Linked DNA regions of Sus scrofa: regions 2, 3 and 4 are each linked to region 1. A link is a contact called in public HiChIP or PLAC-seq and promoter capture Hi-C data. All regions are on one chromosome and are shown on one strand. The core of a region is the stretch at or near the end of the contact, and the rest is flanking DNA. Distances in the headings are between cores, read along the strand shown.

Region 1 (3,717 bases), core at 719-3,218:
ATTTCTTTCATTTCAGGAAAATTAAATGTATAAGATTCTGTTTCTGATATTATTCAAGCACCCTCAGCTACAAACAAATCATTAATGCTATAGAAAGGGAAATAATTACCATAACCTAACTCTCTTTTCAAAAACCAAAAAGAAAATAACACCACTCAAAAGCAAAATTAAAAACTACATCAGTTTCTCTAAGGCTGAGCAGGCTAGCTTGGATTCGCAAATAGCATGAAATAAGAAAGCATAGTTTAAAATAAGTATTTTTTACCACAATTTTTAAAAGTATATTTTGAAAGTGAAAAATTCAACAACACAGTTCCATGAGTGAATCACTTCTTCCTCTACTGTAATACATCACTCTGCTTTGATTTTAGAAATATTTAGGCCCCCCCCGGGCCCTTGTGTGGGGGGGATCGAGTATATTTCTGAATCTACGAAAATATTTTTATAAGGACAGAGGCGGAGACAGCTAGGTAAAGGATAAGGGGGATGGAACTCACTCAGGTGTTTAGAGGATGCACAAATAACTCCTAGAGAACTGTCAACGGGGAAATTGTATTTTAAAAGGATATTAAAAAATTAAGACCAAAGAGTCCCCACGGCTTCCAAAAGAGTTGGTGAGATACTTTCTACGGTGCCTAACAAATATATACTCCGAAAAAGGTCATATTTGGCCACCAATTCTTTATCCATATGCGATTCATCCACAGAGTAAATCTTCTGGCTCCTATTTGCTAGGTGATGCATTCCTTAGAAACCTTTTCCTTGTGCATTTAAATGCCAAGCTCAACTACGCTCCCAGGAAAGTAAGCAGAAAGAATTGTACATATTTTAAAATAGGAAGTTGACTGGCTGCGGTTTCTTGCCTTGGTGGAAAGGGTTTTGGATAAAGCTCTTTTTGAGTATGATCCTTAATCACTGAAATCACTCTCAAAGAATTGAGCCTTCTAACACCGTCCAATAGGTAAAAAGACTGCCAAAATTTCCATTAGAGCATCCTATTTTTAGAGTCTTTGGAACTGGTCTTTTAAATTGCATTCCACGGTACAATGTCTTTGACTAAGTTTACAAAGGCAACAAAATAAGCATCCAAAGACCTTAATCTTCTGAAGCTTAGAAATACATTGTAAGCTTTTAAATCTTAATTTTAAATCTTTTAAATACGCAAATTAAAAATAACAATCAAGGTAAACATTGTCCCAGGAGGAGGAAAGGAAGGGAGACACTAGGCGGTTCCTGACAACCAAGGCGGTGAGCGGAAAAAAAACCAAAAAACACAGGTAGGAAGGAAGATAAAACCCCTCTCAGGGATGGAGAGTCGGGGCTATGAGCAGCAGAACAGGAAGGAACAGAGGCACAGCGGCAGCCGCAGGCTCCGCGGGGAGCCGGGCGAGGGACGGCTTTGGGCGCGAGTGCCCTAGGGAGGGAGAAATGGGCGCGCTGCGCAAGGAGAGACGAGGGCGGCGAGAGAAAAGAGAGAAAAACAGGAGAGCGGAGACGGGGCGGGGGTGAGAGTACCGCGCTCCACCGCACCAGGAGGGCAGAGGCGGCTCCGCCGCCGGGGGAGGACAGCACCGGGGGAGGAGCGAGTGGGTTCCCAAAGGCTTTTCCCAGGGCCGCGAGCTGGCCGGCCCCCTGCGTCCCACTCGTCCTCTCCTCACCTGGGAACGGGAGACGAAAGGAGGGCTACCACCGGGCGCCGGGTCTGTTTCCAGCCCCGCTCGCTGACATGGCGGCCGACGAGCTGTCACAGAGCTTGCTCGGGTCTCCCGCCGTTCGGGTGGAGGGGACACCTCTTGCCTTCCCGCCCCGCCTCTCTCTGCGCACCCCTCCCGGCGGGCGGGCTGGCGGCCGGCGGCCCCTGACCGCGGAGCATAGAGCGCGGGCGGCTAGAGAGGAGGTACAGAGGGCTGACGACCATAGAGTAGGAGCCCAGCTACCTCCGGCCGTCCACTCACAACCCTCGGGCGTCTGTGCCGGCACGGAAGCGGATGTGACGTCAAGGTCACACCGGCGAGGTCGCTCGCACGCACAGTGTGGAGTGTTTACTTCCGCCGGCGTAGTCCCGGGATCAGGAGAGGTTGCACGTGGGTCGTCCTGTATGGAGTTCGTCAACGTTGTAACGAGCCCGGGTGACTTTGGGACGAACCTTAGAGGGGGACAATGTGGGTCCCATGGGCGGGGCTTCCACCACGGCTAACGCTCTCAGCCTTGACCGTCCCTGGGCGCTTTTGCACTTTGAGGTCCGGAGCGGCAAGGAGGAAGGATGTTCCGGCGGGGCACCGCCGTGCCTTGTCTGATTTCCAACCGAAGCTGGTGCCCTGTGTGGGTTTCGGGAAGTCGCGTGTGTACAAGCACAACTCAGAACCCAAGCGGTACATAACTAATCCGAGAGTGGCTGAGAACTTGGTGCGGATCCTGCGAAGAAAACGAAAATCTGGCCAGCTCTTCCTGGAGTGCAATCCGGGTGAGTCCTTCATGGACTGCATTTTCTTGGATATTCACTTCTGCAGATCGTCTAAAACAGGATTTGAGCAGTTTATATGGTCTGTGTTAATCATGACACCACAAGATATTTCCGTAGCAGTTTGCACTTTGAAAAGTATTTTGATAAAAGCTGTGCTTCTATTTCCCCGTCTTCCCAAAACAACTTTTATCTTTTCTGTGCATCTTTTATAGACCATAGCAGGATACTGGGAGCACAAGATTTATAAACTTGACAAAGAATTTTTTTAAAGCACTATTTCCTATCATGAATTAGTTCTGTTTAGGTCTGGCAGATAGCCTGAAAGTGGTAGGCTAAAGGCAGTCTTTTTTGGTTTGGTTTTTTGGGATTTTTTCTTGAGAGATAGTAAAACATCGTGATTAAGAGTGCTGATTTTGGAGTTCCCATTGTGGCTCAGCAGAAACGAATCCGACTAGCTAGCATCGAAGAGGATTTGGGTTTGATCCCTGGCCTCGCTAAGTGGGTCAGGGATCCGGCGTTGCGGTGAGCTGTGGTGTAGGTCGCAGACATGGCTAGGGTCCCACATTCCTGTGGCTGTGGTGTAGGCCGGCAGCTACAGCTCAGATTGACCTCCTACCTGGGAACTTCTATATGCCACGGGGTGTGGCCCTAAAAAGACAAAAAAAAATAAAGGGGACAGGCTTTGCAGTCTTCAATGGAATAAATTCAAAGCCAAGGAGCACTGCTTAACCAATTGTGATGTTGGAGTCAAGTGACTGTATTTAATTCCCAGTTTCCTTATATAGAGTAATTATACTCTGGGGATGTTGTGAGAATTAAAATTAGATCATACAGGGGTTCCCACTGTGAGTCAGAGGGTTAAGAACTTGACATAGTGTTTGTGAGGATGCTGGTTCGATCTCCCGCCTCAGTGGATTAAGGATCCCGATTTGCTGTGGTTGTGGCATAGCTCAGCAGTTGCAGCTCCAGTTGGACCTCTAGCCAGGACACTTCAGGCATGGCCACAAAAAGAAGAAAAATAATTAGGTTATCCAGGTAAAACGTGATTTCTTTATATTGAAAGAAATTATTTTCTTTTGCAAATAAAGTTTTCATTTTGTTAATGTATTAGGTCCTGGATTCCTGACACGAGCATTACTTGAAAGTGGTGCCAGAGTGATTGCCTGTGAAAGTGACAAAGCTTTTATTCCACAATTGGAGGTATATTTTTGTTTCTAGAAATAACTTATTGTTCAATCAGCTACCTTTGACTG
Region 2 (3,731 bases), core at 651-3,150, 1.5 Mb after region 1:
TCACAGCAACGCCGGATCCTTAACCCACTGAGCAAGGCCCAGGGATCGAACCCGAAACCTCATGGTTCTTAGTCAGATTCCTTAACCACTGAGCCACGATGGGAACTCCTATAGCTCTCTTCTCATTTGGAACAAGGGCAAAGAATTTGAAAAGTTCAAATTCCAGTTCATCCCTTGTTTATAAGCTCCAAGGACATTCTAAGCAAAGGCACCATGTGGAAGTTCCTAACTTGGGTGCCATTCCTTCTACTTCTGCTGATTTGAACTAAGAATTTCTAGTATTATACATAGTTCATTAATTTCAAATAAAGTCATTCCACAAATGTTAACATTTCATCTTTCTATATGACGTCACAGTAAAATACATGATTCTTAAAAGCTATTGAAAAGAACTTTAAAATTTATCGGAGTTCCCGGTGGCTCAGTGGTAATGAACCTGACTAGTATCCATGAGGATGCTGGTTCAATCCCTGGCCTCACTCAGTGGGTTAAGGATCTGGCGTTGCCCTGAGCTGTGGTGTAGGCCAGCGGCTACAGCTCTGATTTGACCCCTAACCTGGGAACCTCCATATGCTGCGGGTGCGGCCCTAAAAAGACAAAAAAATAAAAATAAAATTTATCGATCAGTCAAATCATACGACCCAGGGAAGAGAGTTCACATGTGTATTTTTCCAAATTTCAAATTAAAATTGGGGCAGCATTATTCTGCCAGCTAAAGCACCAAGCAGTGTGTAAAGCTGACCTCCTTAGTCAGAGATAAACTAGACTAGAACATTGGCTAGCCCCTGTGCAGATTCTACCGGGTTTAATACTTGTCTCTATCACAAATCTAAATTCTGGCACTGCTACCTAAAACTTGAGGAATGTAACACACGTTTTATTTAGTAAAGAGAAAAATTAAACGTCGAAGGCACACTGAAATAACATTTCTTTTCGGGAGTGATTATTTTCTATTTACAAAATCACAACCCTTTGTTTTGCATAAGCTTTTATTAGGGTTTCAGCATAATTTGGTCCAAAGTATTTCTGGAGACACGGGAATAGAATCAAAGTGTGTGATCTTAGCTGGGTCTCATCCTCATTGTCAGCTACAAGGACTTTTCATAACTGGACGACCAGATCCTAAATTGGAATAAATCTTACAGAAGGTCCGTCTTTTCGGTTGGTAGGTAAAGAAAACACAGAAATGCAATTCTGAGGTTTATTTAACTTCTTTGGCTGACAGTGCCATGACAAGGCCGGCAGAGTACGCTTTGCAGTATGGAGTGGAGGACACGCTCCGGAAAGCAAGCATCTCATCTTTGAAGGCTTGCAGTAGGGGTCGTGGGAGAGACAAAAGAAAGGCCCTGCTTGAGTTTAAAATTCAATCCGCAAGGCAGGACTTAGAAAAATTAAACCAAATATTAAGCGGAAGAAAATCCCCTGCGTATTGTAATTGCCAATTTGTGTTGCACAAATCAAAGCTGAAATACAATTTTAAGGCGTTTTAAACAAATAGCTGGAGAAATAGATAAGACAAATCTAAAATGGAAGAATAGGTGGCGGAGTCAAGTGGAAAAGGCCAGTCTGAGGACTAAAAGCATTTGGACAGAAGGGCTGGAAGGCAAAGAGCAAAACAAGCCTCGACACCAAAGAGCTGGAAAGACCAATAGATGTTGCAGTGGGTCGGTTTAACTGAAGGCGGTTTCCTCCTCCTCCATTTGCTCGGCCCCAATTGGAAGCGCAGTGCGCGGCGCGGCGCCGCGCTCCGGGCCCGCGATTCGGGTGGGGGCGGGAGGAACTGGTGTGGGCGGGGCGGGGCGAGCGCGGGCGCTCCGCCGGCGCAGGGGCGGGGCGGCTATATTACGTGCGCGGCACCGCTCCTGCGAGAGGACGTTGCGTGCTCGCTCGCGCTAGGCGAGTCTCCGCGTCTCCCTCGCGAACTCGGTGAAAGGAATTGGCGCCGTTCGACACCAGGCGGGTCCGCTCTGCAGCACAAACCCACCTCCAGCCGCAGCCGCAGCCGCCGCCCGGGCCGAGCAGCAGCCGCAGCCGCCGCCAGTGGCCGAGTGAGCGGAGTCCAGTTTGAGCCAGCGCCTAGCGGTGAATCGGGGCCTCACCATGAGTTCCTCGCCTGTTAATGTGAAAAAGCTGAAGGTGTCGGAGCTGAAGGAGGAGCTCAAGAAGCGGCGCCTGTCCGACAAGGGCCTCAAGGCCGAGCTCATGGAGCGTCTCCAGGCCGCGCTGGACGACGAGGAGGCCGGGGGCCGCCCCGCCATGGAGCCTGGGAACGGCAGCCTAGACCTGGGCGGGGATTCCGCCGAGCGCTCGGGAGCAGGCCTCGAGCAGGAGGCCGCGGCCGGTGGCGACGAGGAGGAGGAGGAAGAAGAGGAGGAGGAGGAAGGGATCGCCGCCCTGGATGGCGACCAGATGGAGCTCGGGGAGGAGAACGGCGCCGCGGGGGCGGCCGACTCGGGCCCGATGGAAGAGGAGGAGGCCGCCTCGGAGGACGAGAACGGCGACGACCAGGGCTTCCAGGAAGGGGAGGATGAGCTCGGCGAGGAGGAGGAAGGCGCGGGCGACGAGAACGGGCACGGGGAGCAGCAGCCTCAACCGCCGGCGGCGCCGCAGCAACAGCCCCAGCAGCAGCGCGGGGCCGCCAAGGAGGCCGCAGGGAAGAGCAGCGGCCCCACGTCGCTGTTCGCGGTGACGGTGGCGCCGCCCGGGGCGAGGCAGGGCCAGCAGCAGGCGGGAGGTAAGAAGAAGGCGGAAGGCGGCGGAGGCGGCGGTCGCCCCGGGGCTCCGGCGGCGGGTGAGTGCTGCGTGGTTGGTTGCGCGCGGCGGGAGGCCCGCGCGGGGTGGGGACCGTGCCCAGGCCTGCCGGAGCCCCGCTGGGGGAGGGGAGGGATGCCCCGCCGCGGGAGGGCGCCCCCGGGGGGGCGGGGGCCGCGGCGAGCGGGCGGGCGGGGAGGCCGCGGGGAATCCCGGATTAGGCGTGAGGCCTCGGCTCGCAGTGTGACGGCGGCGGCAGCGCCTCCATTATGTGGCTAGAGCGGGAGGGGGGAGCCCGGGGGGGGGGCTGCAGCTGCCGCTGTTGGGGGAGGAGCCGCGGCGGCGCCGCTGCGCTGCGTGCGCGCGGTGCGGGCACATGTCTCCGGGGGGAGGGGAGGCCCGGGGCCCCGGCGGCGCGCCGTGGCGGCTCCGGGCCGCGGTATTGTGCAAGGCGCGCCGGGCTCGGCGTGACGTCACTTCCGGCGGGCGGGGCCGGGCGGGGCTGGCGGCGAGCAGTACAATGCGGCCGCGGGGAGCGCGGGCCCGGGTGGGGGAGGGGAGTGCGGGCTGGGCGCCTCGGCCCCTCCCCCCTTCCTGAACTCTCTCCGGGATACACGTGGGCTCGGGCCTGGGCCGCGCTAGTTTTCATTAGCTTTCTCGAATTTTCGAGGGGACGGGCAAAATTAGCAATGTACTTAGTACTGCGTCACTAATTCCAATCTAGTTCCAAGCCGATTGTTTTTTGAATTCGCGTTTGAATTCTCGATTGAAACTACTTACAAAAATGAATTGGGAAGTCGAGCTTTTTGGAACTTCAAAAAAAAAAGCTTTTTTTGTTTGTTGTTTCGCGACGTGGTGTCTTATAAGGTGGTGTCGTGTATTGTAGGAGACGGCAAAACAGAACAGAAAGGCGGAGATAAAAAGAGAGGTGTTAAAAGACCTCGAGAAGACCATGGCCGTGGATATTTTGAATATATTGA
Region 3 (3,201 bases), core at 430-2,929, 1.6 Mb after region 1:
CCTGGCCTCACTCAGTGGGTTGGGGATTCAGCATTGCTGTGTGTGAGCTGTAGTGTAGGCGGGCAGCTCTAGCTCTGATCTGACCCCTAGCCTGGGAACCTCTGTATGCCACGGGTGCAGCCCTAAAAAGCAAAAACTAATAATAAAATGTCTTCACTGTGCCTTTGATTAGTCTTTGGACTCTCAAGAACTCTACTTCTGTTGTTGTCCCTTGTTTACTTACATTTATACTTAATGCTCTCTGGTCTAGAAACATGCAAAACAAACCACCCTTCTCTTTACAGCCCCCTGCCACCCATCCAAGCTACCGTCCCATTTTTCTGCTCCTTGTCACTGCAGAACTAAACTTCTCCATTTAACAAATCTACTATCCCTTTTAACTCTTCAAGGAGACATTTATCCGTGCACTCTGGAAACAGCACCACCAAGGTCTCCTAGAGGCAACCGTTCTGCAAAATCCATCATATCCCACATCTCCGCACATGTGGCCACAGAGTAGGTCTTCGATAAATATTTGTGAATAACTGATCCAATGTTACTATCTCTATAGCTTACTATTTTAAGGTGGGTTTTTTTGAGGGGGGCATTATCTTTTCATGAACACTTGTTAGCTGCACTGAGGATATCAAAACTGGGTCCCCCGCTCTTAAAAACAAGACAAAGATTGACTTCCAGTCTAACGATACGGCTGTGTACAAGGTGTCCTGGCAGGTGGAGGCAGAAGCACCTGTCTCCTTTAGGGAGTCAGGAAGCCCTGCAGGGGAGACCAGAGACGGCCCTGTTTAGATTTATTCAATCCACCACCGGCAAAGCATCGGAAGAGCCGAAGGCTGAACCGCCAGCGTTAGGTAACAACCTTCACATTTCCAGGCCAAGAAATTCGGATTTTAACCTGAGAGCAATGGACTGATACGACTGGGTTTTAGACAGAGAAGTGAAATTATCCATTTTACAGGGGAGCCCACAGGGGCCAGGCAGGGCAGGAAGGCCAGCGACGGGAACGATCGGGTCCATAGAATCCTGCATACTCCACGTGGTCGAGCGAAAGGGTAAAGGAGAAAACACCTCAAGCGTTTCATCTGACCCTCCAGTTCTCGATATAAACGCACTCGATTACCTTTCCCAACTCCCCTAAGTTAAGCGCTTTCAGTGAAGCATAGAGCCTGCTGCACAAGGCAGCCGTCCTCGGGGAATTTTGCAATCTCTTGACTAACAAATTACAATGCAAGACAAAATATTCCCAAAGGGATGAGTCTGTGAGCTGCAGTAAATTACCGGTACCTGTCCCCTCATCCTCCTCGTGTATGTCATTAAAGCCACGGCAATTAAGGTAAAAAAGGGACGGAAGGCGGGCGGGGGGGGGGGTCTGTCCGCGGGCAGAGAAGCGAACGACACGCGCTCCCGTCTGGGTCTCGCAGCTCCAGAGGCCGCGTCCTTACGCGCCGCGCCCGCCCGTCCGGGCCTCACTCACCCCCGCCCCCAGCCCGCGCGCCCCGCTGTCCCCCGGTTACCTTCCCCTTCCCGGGCTCGCCGGGTTCCGGCGTGGCGGCCATGCGAGCAGTCGGCGCCTCCGCCCCGCCCCGCCGCCGCCGAGGGCCGCCTCGAACGGACGCCCCGCCCGCGTCCTCGCCCCGCCCGCGCCCGCGCAGTCCGCCATTTTAGGGAACGTCTCCCAGTGTCGGCGGCTGCAGCGTTGTCCGCGTCGGTTTCCTCGGCAGAGGCCGCCATTTCCTTTGTTCACTTGAAGGAGTCACGCCTTCCCCACAGCGGCTCTCCCCATCTCTAGGGCCTGCACCAGGCGGAGGAAGAGGGCCCGTGAAGCAACTACGGGCCCGGACGCTTAGCACCACGAGGCGGCACATCTTCCCGCCCCCGCCCCTCTGGCCCCAACCGCCATTTCTAACCGTCGCCCGCGCGCGCTCGCGTGTTTGGGCGCCGGGCGCGCGCGGCGGGCGGGCGGGCGGGGCCGCGCGGATGGGGCGTGCGCGCCGCCGCCGCTTTGTCCTGCGAACGGGACCCCCTTCCCCCGCCCCACGTTCCCAGCTCACGGCCCGGAAGTCGGCCCGTGCTGGCATGCGGCCCGCGTCCCCTCTGTGTCCTTTGTCCTCCGGCCCGGGTCGAGCCCTGGGCGCCCCAGGCAGCTCCACCAGCACCAGCCGTCATTTATCCCCGAGTGCCGGCCTCCGGCAAAGCGTGGTCCCGCACCCACTCCGCCGCCTCCCTGCATTGGTTCCATCTGGGAGTGGCTTTAAAATAGCGCCGCTCGGTGCGCCTGAAGGAGACTGGGGACAAAATGGAGGGAGCAGCTCGTCAATGCGGATGCGTCAGGACGTCTGTGCCCGCCGTGCAGGCAGGGAGGCGGGCGGGGCCAAGTGGGAAAAGGCTGCGACGCGCGTCCTTGTACGCTGGGTGGTGGTCCACGGATGCTCGCTCCCCAGGACTGCGGCTTAACGTGAAATCTGCGTGTGGGCCTCTTGGGTGGCAGATGGGCTCTGACCATTTTCTCAGCACTTTAAACAGTGCAATTCCTTTTCCTGTTTTTTTTTTTTTTTCTGTCCACCCTAAAAGAAAATGTCCCTATCCAAATCTTTATGCCTCCTCTCTTTGTGGACCTTTGTATTTCAGCGTATTCTCCTGGGAAAATACCCAAGCTTTAGAGTGTGTCATGGTGCAGAGTCATGCTGCGGCTGGATAAGGCGGTTATTTGCTGTCAGCTGTCGAGCGTTTTCTTATTCCTTATACGTTCATCATCATTTACTACAATCTTCCAACAATCGCATTTTATGACTTGTGTGTGACAGTTATTTTTAAAAATAAGTAACTTTTGGTTAGATTAAACTGCTCTAACATACCGCTCTACTATTAATTAGGACATAGAATAAATGTCATTCCCCTACTCTTTCCACCCCGTCCCCCCATCCTGCCAGTTTGGGGCTCTCATCTGAAAATCTGTGCGGTAACTATGCTTTGAACTCTTGGTCTGGAAGGTAATATTTAAGGCAGAATATTCCTTAAAGAGTGAAGCAGTGTAATTCCATAATTACATTTGAAGTCATTCCTGATTATGTTGTAAAGGAAGGAGAATTGGAAAAATTCCATGGCCATCCTATTTTATTTTTTGCTGAGACTTTGAAAAATTGCTAAGGTAAACTAACCTAGGGTCCATTTCACTTGTCTTTGCAAAGCATTTTCATATGTTGT
Region 4 (3,649 bases), core at 1,067-3,566, 1.5 Mb after region 1:
GATTTTCTGTGATCACCATAACAAGTGACTAATTCTTAAGGCTGCCTTCTACACTTGTAAATACTACTTGTTAATCCAATTTCACTTGGTTCCACGCTGAGAAAAATGGTATGTTGACATGATGTTTCAAGCACTCCGAAGAACAAAGGTGGAATGTTATTTTCATTTCTAAGATGTTTACTTCTACAGTTTCGTGGCTTTTTTTTTTTTTTATGTTTTTGCAATGAGTTCCCCCAATTACCAAAATTAACGGAGGATGGTAACCGAGGATCAGGTTTTTATCACACCGCCGAATTAAAACAACGTTAATAGTCTGGCGAAACACACCCATCCCTCCGAGCCCTCCGGCGACAGGACGCCGGTAGGGCGAGTCCCGCCTCTGCCCGCCGCGACCGCGACCGCGACCGCGCGCACTGGGTCCGCTGGTGCCGCCGCAGAGGCCCGGCCGGCGCGCGGGGCTCCCCCCGGTCCCTGCTGGAGTTGGCTCTTTCCTCTTTATTAAATCTGTTTTAGGATGTTTGTTTAAGACAAGCCACCACGCGGGGGGCGCACCAGCACTTGGAAGCCTGTGCGACGGAGCGGCGGTGACCTCGAGGCCGTCCTCCCACATCCCCGCTATGGAGGCAAAATGGTGGCCGCGACCGCCAAGCCGACCGGGCGGGGTTTCGGCGCGGCCGGGGAGGCGCCCCCCGGACTCTGGCGGCCGGGTCCGTCCTCACCCAGGCCGCCCCAGGGGCCCACGGCCTGAGCGGTTGCCGGCGTGGCGCCTGCGGCCACGAGAGCCTCGCCGAGGGCCTGGAGGCGGCGTCCCTGAGACCGTGAACAAGGACGCCATTATGGCCCGGCCGCCTCCGGAGGAGCCGCGGCCCCAACCCGCGCAGGAAGCGAGGCTCGGCCTCGGAGGAGGGGCGAGGCGGAGGGGGCGGGAGGGCGGAGCGGCGGGGCGGGGAAGCCGGCGGGAGCGGGGGAGGGGGCCTCCCCTCCCCTGCCGGGCGCGCGGCAGGCTGCGGCTGAGTCTGCGTCTCGCTGAGGGCGGGGCCCCAGAGGCAGGGAGACCCACCCCGGCCGGAGCTCCTCCGCGCGGCCCGGGGTCGCGGCGGGCGGTGAGGGCCGGGCTCCCGCGGCGCCTCTTACCTGTGCCTTCCCTCTCTCTGTCGTCCGCCATCTTGTTGCGGCGCCGTCGCCCGGGAGAGGCCGGTCGCTAGGCGAGGTCGCGGCGCCCCGGCCCCCTCCTGCCCCGCGGCGAGGCCAGCCCGGAGGATGGGCATCTCCGAATCCCAAGGGAAAAAGACCCTGGAGCGGGGGGTGGGGGGGAAGCTCCGAGCGCGCGCCCTCCCCGTTCCCGCCACGACCCTCTGACGCCCTGGAGGCCGGAAGCCTGGACGCGCCCCCCGCGCCCCGTCCCTCACATCATCCTCCTCCTTCCAGAACCGAGGCCTGAGCCCAGGTTTCTCTGGCTTGGAGGAAGTATTTAATAATAAAGCCTGGAACCCCTCCTGTTCTTGTCTCTGATCATTTGGGGACATCACGGACACACTGCACTCCCCCTCCCCTCCAGTTCTTTGGACCTGGCGTTGCTCGATTTTTTTTTTTTTTTTTTTTCCTACTGCAGATTTTTAAACGCAGCTGGAGAACTGGGTGCAGAGCTCAGCTCCCGAGGGATGACAAAAGCAGCCCGCCATCCCGCCGCCTCCGCTTGGCGTCCGCAGGCCACGGAGGGGCCGGACCTGCCCCACCTCCTGCCCTCGGTTTTCTCCCGTCCAGGACTCGCCTCCCGCTCCCAGAGGCGGCGGCCGAGAGCTGGAGCTGGGACGGAAAACTGGGCCGGCGCGGGAGGAAACCAGAGCCATTAGGCTGTTATTACTAGGAGGAGCGGAATCGCAGTCGAAAAACATGTGTAAAACAGGCGCAAACATTTGCGTTGTCAAGGCTGCGATTTCGGATACAAAATAGAAGGTTCTCATAGCAACAAAAAAGTACCCCTGTTATGCTCACCGTTAGTAGGTGGAAATGTGCTTAGGTGTGAAATTTGACCAGACCACCCGTTAAAGGTACCCAGGGAAAGTTTGAAATCAAGCGTTTCTGAAACTTTGAAGCTGTAGCATGATGGGAAATTTTTTCTCTTTTTAAGGGAAAGCTTACTAGAATGTTTTCTTTCGAAAATGATTTTTGAATAATATCCCTAATGGTGTAGTTCAAGAGAATATATATATTTTAAAACGAATTTTAGGTGATTTTAAGTGCATCTGTGTATTCATTTATGTGATTTTATGTGAATGTTTATAAGCCGTTAGCTAAATATTAAGAGGCCTTCAAAATATAAGATATCAAACGGTTTTATTACCTGAGTTTTTATGCTCCTTTTATTCTAGTTCTGTAATCCCTTAAAACCTTAAGTTGACTAATAATCTTTGTTAAAATATTTTTTTCTGTAGAAGATATTCATGTGGTGCTCTGATCATTCCCTTTGAAATTGACTAGAAACAATTGAATCATCACAAAATGGCTCGTATCTGAAGATAGATTCTTACATACATGGGATATAATTGTGAACAGCTGAAAAATAGGGGAAAGTAATCATTAGCATGTATATTTAAATTTCATAGTCATTATGGTCTAGTTATATGTTTTAAAAGACCCCTCTTTCCATATAGATGATGAAGGTCTTTGAAATAAATGTGGAAAACCCCAGCTTCAGGTTCCCTACAGGCTCAGACGCTGCTTTCAGTTTTCTTTTTCTGGAATGCCTTTCCCTCCTCTCTCTCTCCCCTCCCAGTATTCACCCCCCCACAGACACACATTTGTCCTCTCCCTGTCGTCAGTGACATCCCTGAAGGTCAAGTACTTGAAGCTTTCCCTGTCAACCCTTTCCTTGGAGGTGCCCTACTGGTAAATCCTCTTGCAGTGATTTGCAATGACTTTGTTTATTTCTTTCCGCCTATCAAAGGTAAGCTCTTGAGGACAAGTTGTGCTTTATTTGTCCATATATCCCCAGTGCCTAGAACAATTTCTCCATGTTTGAAATAATGCCTTTTTTTTTTCTTTCTTTCTTTTTGGGGCCAGACCCAAGGCATATGGAAGCTCCCAGGCTAGTGGTCACATTGGAGCTTCCGCTGCCGCCCTACTCCACAGCCACAGCAATATGGTATCCGAGCTGAATCTGTGACCTACACCACAGCTCACAGCAATGCCAGATCCATAACCTGATGACTGAGGCCAGGGATCGAATCCGCAGCTTCATGCATCCTAGTTGGGTTTGTTACCACTGAGCCACACAGGAACTCCCAGAAATAATGTACGTTTTTAAAATTAGGGCAGGAGTGGAGTTCCCTTCGTTGCCCAGTGATTAACGAACCCAACTAGTATCCATGAGGACAGGAGTTCGATCCCTGGCCTCGCTCAGCGGGTTAAGAATCCGGTGTTGCCGTGAGCTGTGGTGTAGGTTGCAGACCCGGCTTGGATCCTGCATTTCTCTGTGGTGTAGGCGGCAGCTGTAGCTCCGATTCAACCCCTAGCCTGGGAATCTTCATATGCTGTAGGTGCAGTCCTAAAAAGCAAAAAAATAAATAAATAAATAAAATTAGGACAAAATTTAGTCTTCTCAAAGACTTAATGGGAAACAAACTTTATTATTTAGATTATTTCAAGC

Evidence for each region. Promoter capture Hi-C pulls out the DNA fragments that hold promoters and counts their contacts. HiChIP or PLAC-seq counts read pairs in DNA pulled down with a chosen protein or histone mark.
Region 2: a contact with region 1 is called in an H3K27ac HiChIP or PLAC-seq map of alveolar macrophages. The contact joins the promoter of HNRNPU here to the promoter of CNST in region 1. A contact is called at or near these places in 1 of 5 promoter capture datasets (liver) and 1 of 2 datasets of contacts at active chromatin or transcription factors (alveolar macrophages).
Region 3: a contact with region 1 is called in an H3K27ac HiChIP or PLAC-seq map of alveolar macrophages. The contact joins the promoter of LOC100739755 here to the promoter of CNST in region 1. A contact is called at or near these places in 2 of 2 datasets of contacts at active chromatin or transcription factors (alveolar macrophages and skeletal muscle).
Region 4: a promoter capture Hi-C map of liver shows a contact between it and region 1, with 11 times the contacts expected there. The contact joins the promoter of EFCAB2 here to the promoter of CNST in region 1. A contact is called at or near these places in 1 of 5 promoter capture datasets (liver) and 2 of 2 datasets of contacts at active chromatin or transcription factors (alveolar macrophages and skeletal muscle).

Annotation. Positions count from the first base shown.
Region 1 is chr10:19,044,635-19,048,351 of Sscrofa11.1, reverse strand. CNST (consortin) reads right to left here and starts at 1,968. Exons shown (of 11, transcript XM_021064469.1): 1 at 1,659-1,968. TFB2M (dimethyladenosine transferase 2, mitochondrial) reads left to right here and starts at 2,009. Exons shown (of 8, transcript XM_021064472.1): 1 at 2,009-2,464; 2 at 3,576-3,664. The coding sequence starts at 2,161.
Region 2 is chr10:17,495,169-17,498,899 of Sscrofa11.1, reverse strand. It overlaps HNRNPU (a long non-coding RNA gene), which reads left to right and starts at 1,900. Exons shown (of 16, transcript XR_002336237.1): 1 at 1,900-2,791; 2 at 3,638-3,731.
Region 3 is chr10:17,470,315-17,473,515 of Sscrofa11.1, reverse strand. It overlaps LOC100739755 (cytochrome c oxidase protein 20 homolog), which reads right to left and starts at 1,679. Exons shown (of 4, transcript XM_005653791.3): 1 at 1,512-1,679. The coding sequence starts at 1,553.
Region 4 is chr10:17,556,891-17,560,539 of Sscrofa11.1, reverse strand. It overlaps EFCAB2 (EF-hand calcium-binding domain-containing protein 2), which reads right to left and starts at 2,316. Exons shown (of 6, transcript XM_005653792.3): 1 at 1,135-2,316. The coding sequence starts at 1,526.